Regions from separate parts of the Athene noctua genome. Here region 1 is linked to region 2. Evidence: chromatin contacts called from public Hi-C data. All regions are on one chromosome and are shown on one strand. Each heading gives the region's core, a stretch centred on a gene start, on an enhancer-like site or on the middle of the called end of the contact. The rest is flanking DNA. Distances are from core to core; before and after follow the strand shown. Region 1 holds the start of SUN1 (Sad1 and UNC84 domain containing 1). Region 2 holds the start of ZFAND2A (zinc finger AN1-type containing 2A).

What was found. A called contact is a pair of places that touch in the nucleus more often than the background predicts.
Region 1: a Hi-C map of heart shows a contact between it and region 2, with 2.4 times the contacts expected there. The contact joins the promoter of SUN1 here to the promoter of ZFAND2A in region 2. A contact is called at or near these places in 2 of 2 Hi-C or Micro-C datasets (heart and liver).

What each region holds. Positions count from the first base shown.
Region 1 is chr15:9,624,225-9,629,652 of bAthNoc1.hap1.1, reverse strand. SUN1 (Sad1 and UNC84 domain containing 1) reads left to right here and starts at 2,463. Exons shown (of 23, transcript XM_074919668.1): 1 at 2,463-2,681.
Region 2 is chr15:9,299,817-9,304,959 of bAthNoc1.hap1.1, reverse strand. ZFAND2A (zinc finger AN1-type containing 2A) reads right to left here and starts at 1,862. Exons shown (of 6, transcript XM_074919308.1): 1 at 1,702-1,862; 2 at 1,018-1,112; 3 at 243-374; 4 at 1-38. The coding sequence starts at 1,756.

The sequences.
Region 1 (5,428 bases), core at 1,214-3,713, 320 kb before region 2:
GCTGAAGGATCAACAAAATTACAGTTAACAGGCTTCTGTCCATCTACTGAGATCAATCCCCCAGAGAAGCTCACAAGCAGCAGTAACTGAGATGAAGCAGCAGTTGAGAGCTGTGAGGAGAACGGCTGCTCTGTCGGCCTGCCTTGCATGTAATCGGCTTTTCTTGTTAGTGTCTGAAATCCCCTGTAAGTCAGGGCCGTGGCAGAATCTAGTGGCAAAATTGAATTGAAGTGCTTTGCAGCCCCCTGTTAACTGATAACCTAATTGCTCCGTAGGGAGCACCCATTGCCTTTGGCTGACAGCAATTGATGGTGTAGAGAAAGGGCCCATAAAACGTGATGCAGATGGAGAGAAACTTTAATGAGCAAGAAATCAGATTTCCAGATATTTTAGGCAATTTTCATACTAATGCACATCATATATATGGTCATCTCCCCAGTCTTGAACATAAAGGTCACCACATGCCTCACGCTAGGGAACAAACCCACAGCATCTCCCTTGCCCAGCACAGCCCTGCCACGCGTTACCCCAGCACCCCGAGCCCAGCACCCCTCCCCAGGCTGCTGCTGAGCTCCCTGGGATGCACCACAGCGCTTCCCCAGCCCCACCACCTTCAGACTGGGAAGCAGTGACCTGGTCCCCTCACTGACCCACCACACAGCACCGCCCCGTGCTCAGCCATCCTCGTGCTTCCAGGCACCCCTGCCTGGGTGACGGCCACGCCATGGCCCTCACAGCCCTGGGAGAGGCAGCGTTTCACCCGTTCCAACCTGCACAGCAGCATGCCGTGCCCGCTACCCAGCATTACCAGTCAAACACCTTGCCACACTGGTTTCTGTCACATTCAGTCCATACACTGTGCGGTCCTGTGCCTTCTGATAGCACGGGCCAGAACGTGGAGCAGCCCTGGCTTCCCAGGTGTGAATGAATGCAGGAGTGCACTGGGAATGGGAGTGGGAGTCACGGCAGGAGGGGAAAGGAGCGGAGCAATAATGTGGGAATCACAGTGGGAAGGGAAGAAGAGGTAGGACTACAGAAATGTGGACTTTGAATTGGTTTGGCCTTGTATTGCAGTTTCCCTATACCTGGTGTCGGTAAAGAAAGCTTTTTTTTCCAATTCCCAACTGAAATATTTTTAATATGATCAATTTTTATTCCTATTGACCATTTTTCTACAGACTTCAGCTTGGCTAGTAAAATTAAGTGAGCCCACTTTGTGTTCAGAGCTCATTGTTGGACGCTGAAAAACTTTGAAATAATTTCTGTTTGCCTCAGAGCAGTTTATTCTGAAATGTGGAAAAATTAACTCCCTATACGTACCGGCTTCTAACAAAACTGGGACATCCAACCAAGTTTCCCTTAAATCCTAGAAACCAGAGGCCCTATTGCTCCTCATAGCCAAGGAGCAGAGGGACAGCCAAGTCTCAGCCATCCTCCTCCAGCCTCTTGGCCTGGTCCTGATGGAAAAACAACTGCTCAGGACAAGTCAGAGCGGCCCGGGGAGCTGGAGCAACGCCCAGGGAGCGCAACATGCCTTGTCCTGCCAGAGCAGAGCACAGCCTTGCCCTGGCTGGGCTCCAGGGGAACCGGGGCAGAAATATCCCCAAGGGGGCCTGGCCTCACACCACCAAAGAGTTTCAGGGAGATTTAAACTAAGAGGTGATTTTGCCCAGACTATCTTAAGCCCTTAAACATTACCTACTCTAAAGACAAGAAAACAGGTGTGAAGTAAGTACAGAAAGAGACGGGATGGCCAGAAAAGGGAGATGATTTACCGTTCTGCAAAGTATTCAGCCGTATGCCAGGAGGAGGTGACTGGTGAGGGGATGCACGTCTTACCAAATTATGTGTTGGCTTCCAAGCGTTACTGGAATCAGATCAACTTTGGCTGCAGCATCTTAAAACTCTCACATAGCTAGAGCAAAGGTCTTTTAAAATAAACAGTAATTGCCTAAAATTAGTGCTACATTGACATCAGCTGATGTCTTAAGTGAATGTCTTTATTTTACATCTCTGTGTCTTAAGGATTAGCTGCTTTTACCCATTTTGTATCCAAATAAGTACACAGAGTCTATTCATTTATTTGATAATTACATATTTATTACCCAGTCTTTCCCAGCAAGCTGAGTCATTTCTCCTGCATGCACAAGTAAATAACAATTTTTGGCCTGATTACCCTCTCTCAAGTGACACATTCCCTGTTCTTTTGTTTACTGCCATTTGAACCGTCCTTGCCCGCAGCGCACAGCATTGCAATGCCCACAAGAAAACTGTAGGCTCGGGGAGACTAAAGATTTAACAAAACGTGACTCAGATGCAGATTTCAAATTGAATGTATTGGCATACATTCCCCAAATATTTGAACAATGGGTCTTATTTCACACTATGACTTCTCTGCTGAAAGCAGGCCTGTGACATTTCTTTGGTGTGCAGTTGTCCAGCGGTTACCGCAGCCTGGGGTTGGCACTGGTGGAGCTCGTTTGAGCATGGAACGGGATCTGAAATGCTTAAATCCAGCTGAGTGGCTGGGTGCGATGTGCAAGTGCCAGGAGTCTTAGAGAACAGCAAGTGAAAGAAAATCCAAAGAAGACTGAGTGGGAAGGAAACAGCGAGGGGAGACACAGAAATAGTGGTAAAGTCAATGAGGATCCAAGCAACAGAGGCCGAAGTGAAAATTAGAGGTAACTCTCCTTGTCTCTAACATTTCTCTCTCCAGAGGCATCCCCGGATCCATTTTGCGGAGGGGGAAGCTGAGGCAGGGAGCAGCTTGGCTGCGGCTGCCAGCAGCCACTGCTGCCCGAGGGAAGAGCCTGAGGCAGGGCAGGACAGCCCTGGGGAGCGGGCGCCAGGGAGGGGGGTCTGGTGGAGGGAAGTTGGGGCCATGAGGGTGTCGTGTCTGACGGAGGGGAGCCGGGGCCATGAGGGGAGTCTGGGGGAGGGGAGCCCCGCGCTGCGCCCCGCTGTAGGGGGTGTGCAGGGGCTGTGAGGGGGTGTGTGAGGGCGGTGTGCAGGGGCTGTGCGGGGCGGGGGGTGAGGGGGGGTGTGGGGGTGTGATGGGTGCTGTGATGTGAGGGGCTGGGTGAGGGCGGTGAGGGGGGGTGAGTGGCTGTGGGAGGGGCTGAGTGAGGTGGGGTGTGAAGGGGCGTGAGGGGTGTGAGGGGTGGGGGGGTGTGTGAGGGGTGGGGGTTGTGTGGGGGGTGGGGGTGTTACCGGTGGGCGGTTACCGGTGGGCGGGCGGGCCGCAGAGGGGGGCGCTGGCGGCACGCGCCGCGCGGGGGGCGGGGGCTCCCGGCGGCCCCGGCAAAGCGGGCGGGGCGAGGCCAATCTCAGCCGCCGCTGTTGCCGCCGCCGGCGGTTCAGCCTTTCCCTCGCTCCTCTGGCGCCAGGTAACCAACACCCGGGCACCGGCGGCGCCGGCCTCGCGAGCGCTCGGTGTCCCCTCCCCGCCGCCCCCTCTGAGGGGGAGCCTCTCCCTCCCCGCGGCCGCGCCGGGGCGGGTGGGGTCTCCCCTTTCCCGTAGGGTCAGGCCGCGTTTCCCCGCCCTTCCTCGGAGCGGCGGGGGCCGGCGAACAGCTCGGCGCCAGCCCGTTCCGGCCGTTGCCGCGCTGCCAGCCGCCCCCCCGCCCCCGACACCCGCTGAGTGGCGGCAGCTGCCGCCCGCGCTCGCCTCGGCCCGCCCGCCGCCGCCTCCCGCCGTGAGGGCCGGTCCCGGGCGAGGCGGGCTCGGGCGGGCAGGGCCGCGTTGGGCGGCTGCCCGCGTGGGAGCCCGTGGGGCGTTGTGTCTCGGTCTGCGCCCTCCTCTGGGCAGAGGGGATCGGCTTGTTCCTCGGCTCGGACGGTAGTCCAAGGAAGGCAGCAGGACGTGAGGGTGTCGCGTTGGAGAGCGGGCTGGAGTTGTTCGGTCAAGTGCTGAGCCCTCTTGAGGGCCCGGAGTCATTTGGATCGGTGCTGTTAAACTGGAAGGAGAGAGACAAATCTCTGCCGTAACGGTCTGCCTGCCTGGGTGCCTCTGGGCCTGGCCCTCGGAGCGTTTCCTTGTCAGATGGAGCTATAACCTGCAGCTTTCCACCCGGATTTAGGAAAAACTGATAAGCGTGCTGTAGTGCCAGTGCTCGCCGCAGTTGCCGAGGCTTAGTGCAAAGGTAATGTACTGTAATCGATGTTGTGGCCTGGTGCTGGGCAGTGCCAAGCCTGTCTTTACTGTCAGCCCGGCTGTCACCTCAAGTCAGCCAGTGTCAGTGAACTGCTGCTGTGGGGAGTGTAGTTACACAGGGTTTTACTGTAAAAGAGTTTGGCATTACTCAGTGAGTGTGTGTAGTTTTACTGCAAAATGTGATATTTCAGTATTGTGCTTGCTTTGAGACGATAGGATTGTGTTCCTGATGTGGTGATCACATTTGGTTGCTCTTCAGTAAGCACAGGGGTACAAGTGTCTGAAACATGAGACTCTTTAGAGGCAGTGCCTGTCTTCTGTTGATCTCAAGAAGTTTTATGGCTGCTGGAAAGGAAAAGTGTTTGGTTTGCCTTGTTTCATGTTTCTTTACTAAAAAAAAAAAAAGTTGTTTATAATATAGGGAAAGAAAATCTTAGCTAGCAAATTCCATGTTCCGTGTTTCTGCAGTACTTGCAATCCTCCTATCCCATGTCTGGTTTTCAGTTTACCATTACACAAAAAAGGAAGTGAAAACTTTGTTCGTTTTCTAAAAATCTTCTATCTTAGTGGTTTGCAACAGACTCTTACAGGCTAATGCTTCTGTTCAATTTCCAAGTTCATCTTGATGTCTAATTCCCCCTCTCGCCTATGGGGGTGTATTACTATTTGCTGATTTTCCTAATAATGTTATGGAAGTAAGTTGCAGGCTTTTTTGTTGTAAGGGCTTTACTGGCAAGCTTAGTAGGCTTTTTACATTGATATGTTGGTAAATACGGGGTGTCTATATCTCCTTAAATCTGTGCTACTTGACTGACTTGTGACTTGGTGATTTTAAGCGTTGTGGACATTTTAGGCATTCAGGTGTAGGAGTTCGTTGTGAAGAGGAAGACGTCGGGGTTTATGTTGTTAGTTAATACTGAGGCTGTGTTCTTGGGCGAGTGCAGCGGTTTAGGAACGCGAGGCATTAAGCAAAATGCGCCTTTTGTCACCGGCGGCGAGCTAGCAGTTGGGCCGAAGGCGGACGGCGTGCCCCGGCGGCGGGACCCCTCGCCCGGGCGCCCGCGGGTTAAGCGCGGTGGGCTGGCCGCGGCCGCGAATTCAAACCCTGCCCCTGAGTGACGGCGCGGGGGGCTGGCTCCCGTCCGCAGGAGCCTGCGGGCTTTGTTGGGGCCGGGAAGCCATTTTGGGATCCTGCGCTGTGGCATGGAACAGCATGTCCTGTCCGCCGCGGAGCGCGCCCTGAGCCCGGGCCGCCGTCGCGGGCGCGGCGCCCCC
Region 2 (5,143 bases), core at 613-3,112:
CTTCTGCAGCCTGGCTTTAAGCACTTGTTTGTGAAGATCTAAATAACAGAGGACATGAATTTGGCAATGCTGGCTTCCTTTCTGTGATCAGCTTCCCAAGTAAAGACCAAGCTGAAGCATAAATGCTCAAGCACCCTTAGAATCAAGACGAAACAGAGCAAGCTTCTGCACATCTGCTGTCAGAAAACCTAACTTCACAAGCATTAGGCAGACAGTTTAGACTTCAGCAGCAGTTTCCTTACCCTCTGCTTTTGCTGTGCTGGATTGTATTTGCAGCTCTTATCCATGTGGGCTCCAACCACAATATCTGGTATTTCCCCTTTCTGTATTGGGATGGGTGCATTACAGAGTGGACACACTGGAACCTGCACATTCTAAGAACATAAAACACAGATTAGAAGTCCAACTCAATTATTTTGCTGTCCTTCCCCTTCTCTTACCCATGGGTGATAGAAGTGTATTCACAAGTGGTTTACATTCTACTCATTTAGTAATGCTTTTAAAGATGTACTTCAAAGGCAACTGCAAATCATTATCCTAAAGTGTCAGACATGCTTTCCCAAATCAATTTGTAGCAACACATTTGGTAAGTTGACTTTAAATATGCTTCTAAGCTTTCTGAAATTACAGCCTTTGAACACCTCAAAGCCCAAGTATGGGCCAGAGATCAAAGTTTAGCTCCACATATTCTATTTATTTATTCTGTAGTTTCATATTTTCTGTCCTTTAGCTTAAAGGACCAGGGCTGCAAAAAGTTTTAGGCCACAATACATTGCTTAAAATATAAGGCACTCCTCTCTGGGAAGATGCTGTGTAAGTGAAACAAACTAGAATCTAATAGTACTGACCTCTGAAATTTTATGTTTCTGTATATTTGAAAATCAGCTCTATCATTAACTTATAACTTGTGGTTCTCACATCTGCTCCTATTAAAATCACATGTCAAGTTTCAGAGCAGCCTTTATACATGACTTGGCAATTTTGCAGTGTGAATCACTGACTTGCGTAAGAACTTACTTTCTTGTAGGCAGAGCTGCACTTGTGGTCATCATAACGGATGTGATCTTTACAGAATACTTCCCCACATGCATCACATTTCAGAGGAAGGAAGTCTGGGAGAAAAATTTAAAAAAGAAAACAGATTCTTATGGAGCAGAGCTAACAGCTGTAAGACTACTCATAAAAAACTACAAATAAATTCTAAAGCAAATATTTTTTGCCTAGTCACAATCCAGTTACATCTAGAGGAAGTATGTAATTCTCCACAAATGTTAAAACTAAAAAAAAAAAGTAAGAGTGATGTTTTCCCTCTTTTTATCCACAAACAGTTGTAAATACGTCAGAAGCTCCTTGAATACAGAACCTCTAGCGAGGCATTAGTCAAGAGCTAGGAGTTGAAGTACAAATCCAAAGCCCCGGCTCAAAAATCTTTTTATTCTTTAAAAACCATCCCTTAACAGTTTAACAACATACAAGAACAAAATACACCGGGCTCAACTGTCACCCCGCTACCAGACCTATTTAGGGGGATCACAGAAGCCGCACTGGTACCCGCTACTAACCACAGCACCCTCCTGCAGGGGCGGGGTGCAGGATTTGGGCCCCCCAGCACAGGACCTACCGCCCCTTACGAGTGCCAGCCGGCGGGGTGCTGGGGGAAGGTGCGAACTCGGGGTCCCGATCCCCCCCGCCCCGCCTTACCCAGCTGCCTGCAGGCGCGCTCCGAGCAGTGCCGGCCCAGCCCCGGGAGCTCCATGGCGGCCAAACAACGGGGCCTTCCCCACGGGGGCGCAGGGCGGCCGCCGCCGCCTTTATGCGCCTCCCGCTGACTCACCCGCGCGCACGTGCTGAGTCACGCTCCGGCCCGCCCCGGCCACCGCGGATGACGTCACGGCGGGACGAGCCAATAGTGACCCCCGCCCTCCGTCGCCGTCTGCTGCGTGTTCTCGGCGCTCGGCCAATCAGCGGCCGGGGGCGTGCTGAGTCATGCTGCGGGGGCGGGGCCGGGGCGGGGCCGAGCTAGGAGTGGGTCGGCGGGAAGGGAGAGGGGAGGGTGCGGAGGTGAGCTGAGGGTGGGGGCGCGGCGCGGCGCGGTGCGGTGCTGAAGACAGGGGCCTCTCCAGCTTCCCCAGGGGATGCAGCCGCAGGCCACAAGCAGTCCTGCAGCTGTGAGTACCGTGTTGTACGGGCGCTCCACGGGGCGGGAGTGCAGGGCTGTCCTGGCTGCGGGACACGTCTCAAATAAGGGCACGTGGGAGAGTGACCCAGAAAAACCCATGTCGGACTGGTTCACTCCAGAGGACACTACAGCATCTCAGCCCTTTGCCTTTTACATTTCATTTTTTCACCAGGGTTTAGGCTGTGGCACCATCCCTCTGGACTGTGATGCTTCACTCATGTTATTTCCAAACTTTATAATAAATCCAGAGAGCTCGGTGACAGAGGCTGTTCTCATCGCAGCAGGCTGATGCTCAGGGCCCCGCTGCAGGATTCAGCACGTGCTGACTGGTTTGGGTGGGCAAGCATCAGCTGCAGCTGTGGGTTTGCAGAAGTCAAATGGATAAAAAGTTTCCCTGCTGGTCTCTTTTTAAATGCTTATCTCACTTTAACAAGGCACCTCAAGATCAGGGTGTAGTTTAGAAATTTTGATCTTTGAGTGTGTGTAACAATATGGCTTCACACAGAGGAGGTGAGGACTATTGATTTAATGACATTTGTTACGGGATTGAGAAATGGACAAAATGTTGTTTTGCCTCTGGCCTCCCCAGAAAACACCTGACTTTCTCCTGTAGTACATGACTCAGATGCAGAGTGGAGCTATGAGATCGAAGAGGAGCTTTAGGAAGGCATGTAGTAACTGACTGCACAGGCTAATTTGTGCTGTCAAAGTCTGGGAATGGCATGTGCCACTCATCTGTCTTCCACGTCACCCTGCCACGCGGCATTCGCGTGACTCCTGCTGTGCGTGCCAGCTTACAGCCGGCCGCACCGATGTTACGGGCTTCCTGGCAGCACAGACCTGATGGGCTAAATGATATCATGTCATCAGCCAGATGTTCTTACCAGGCTATCCCACGCCTGGTAAGAACATCCTATTCCTGGATGGGTATTCCTGGACCCATAACATTACCCAAGGTCCTTCTTTAAAGCCCTTCTTTCAGAAAACAACTGCAATGACAGAGCACTAGCCTGCTGCAGGTCTTTGGTTTGCAAAGGGCTAACTCTGATTTTGTCTCCTGTGGCACTTGCTGCATGGGGTCTTCTCGGACAGCTGTGCCATGTCCATGCCAGGAGCACCCACAACCCCCCCCTGGGGGCACCCGGGGGGTGTGAGGTAGCCCCACCAGGAGATCCCAGTTCAGGTCTGGGAGCAGTGTGAAAGGCAGTGCTGTGCCGAGCGGACTGAGTCCTGTCCCTCTGCCCAGCATGGCTGTAGACACATAAACTTTGGAAACTGATGTGAGAAGAGACCTTCTGGGTCATTCAATTCAAGTCCCTATTAAATATATAACTACTACATGTAATCCCCTTCATAAACAAACCAAACCCGATGTTAAAAACTGTTTATTCCCATCAGAAGGCTGTCTCACAACCCCACTGCTCTCATGAAAAAAAGAGAGCTTCAAGTTTCTAGCATAAAATTTTTCCTGGCCATCTGCCTTCAAAGCAGTATTGTCCTTTGATTTACATAGTTTCTTTTCACTGTGTCTGTATAACCCGCAGCTGAAGGAAAGAAGCTTTGAATTGTGTAAGTTAGAGCCATCATTGTCTGGCTGCGTCCTAGAAGAGTGTTCTGCAGCAGTGGTGGATGTTTCCATCAGACATCACATTGTTCATCTGCTGATGGTCCCATCCCTGGGCAATGGCTGCCCTTCTCCTTGCCAGCAGAACCTACCTCTCAAGTCATATCTGATGCAAACCCTGGTGCTCTCAAGCCCAGGAAGTGCTTTAGCAGTCAGTACTCCTTTTAGCACAAAGACGTGTCTGGTACTTGAAAATACAGCCATGCAGCATTTTCCACCAGGTTCCTTTGGCCCATGACGTGTGATTGCAAGGATTTCCCTTGACTGAGCTGACCCAGCTACCTGATGTCTGCCAGGGCGGTGGGGGGCAGCCAGATCATGGCACACACCCCTACTTTTCTTGTTCTGATCTTGTTGGTTTTGACAGTTGGGAATGGGAGAGTGTTAAAAAGAAGGAGGAAACAGAAAAAAAAAATCCAAATATAAACAGTAATAGAAAGTTCAATTATACAAGATACTTGAAGACCTGTGCTTCATTATGCATCTATACATCAGCTCCATTGTACTATTTACACAACACTCAAGAATTCAGGAAGTGCAAAGAAAACCACATGCCCTACTGAGCTCACAGACTGATTTTTTTTTTCATATAAAGCACCTACCCAGCACCTAAGAGGAGTGGGACCCCAGTGATCTCCCCAGGAAGGCTTGCCAAAAAAACAGTGGGGCCAGCTAAGTGAAGAGGCTGGTGTCTTTGTTGGCTGGCTGATGCTGCGCTGGAGACTGGAGATCCGCTGCCAAAGGGATCATGTTTTATGGTGGGGAAGGGAGGAGTTTGCGTATGGATAACAACAGAAATGGCTCTGCGCAGATTAGATGCTCTTAAGGAAGACTGTAAATCCCAAGTCTAGAAACCCACATAGTACAGGCAGCCGTCTTAATAGAAACGAGGATTAGAAATTAGCTGAGGTCTTTAGTGATATTTTTAGAAGGTTGCTCCTGACAGGTTAGGCTGCTGAGAACCAGAGGCAAGTGCCGAACCCCATATTACCCGGGAAAGGATCACACAGTGCAGCGTGTGATTAGAGGCTGGCTAGCTTAGCGACAAGGGAGATAGGTGGGTTAGAACTGATTCGGGAGGAATTAGCAAAGGAAATTGCTTGAGAAGCAGAATTTGATTAGGGGCAGCCAACATGGATTTATGAAAGGAAAGCTATGTGTAACTAACTTGCTGGAGTCTGGGGGAGGTACCGTTCCTGGTAGCCTCCGGTGTGTTGGTTTTATATAACCTGATCTGCAAAGGGAAGGCCTGGCCATTGCTACCGGAGTGGTGACAGTGGCTGAGATGGATGGCGGTCACCTCCCTCCCCTGTCTCTGCACCATCTCTTTACCTCCTCTT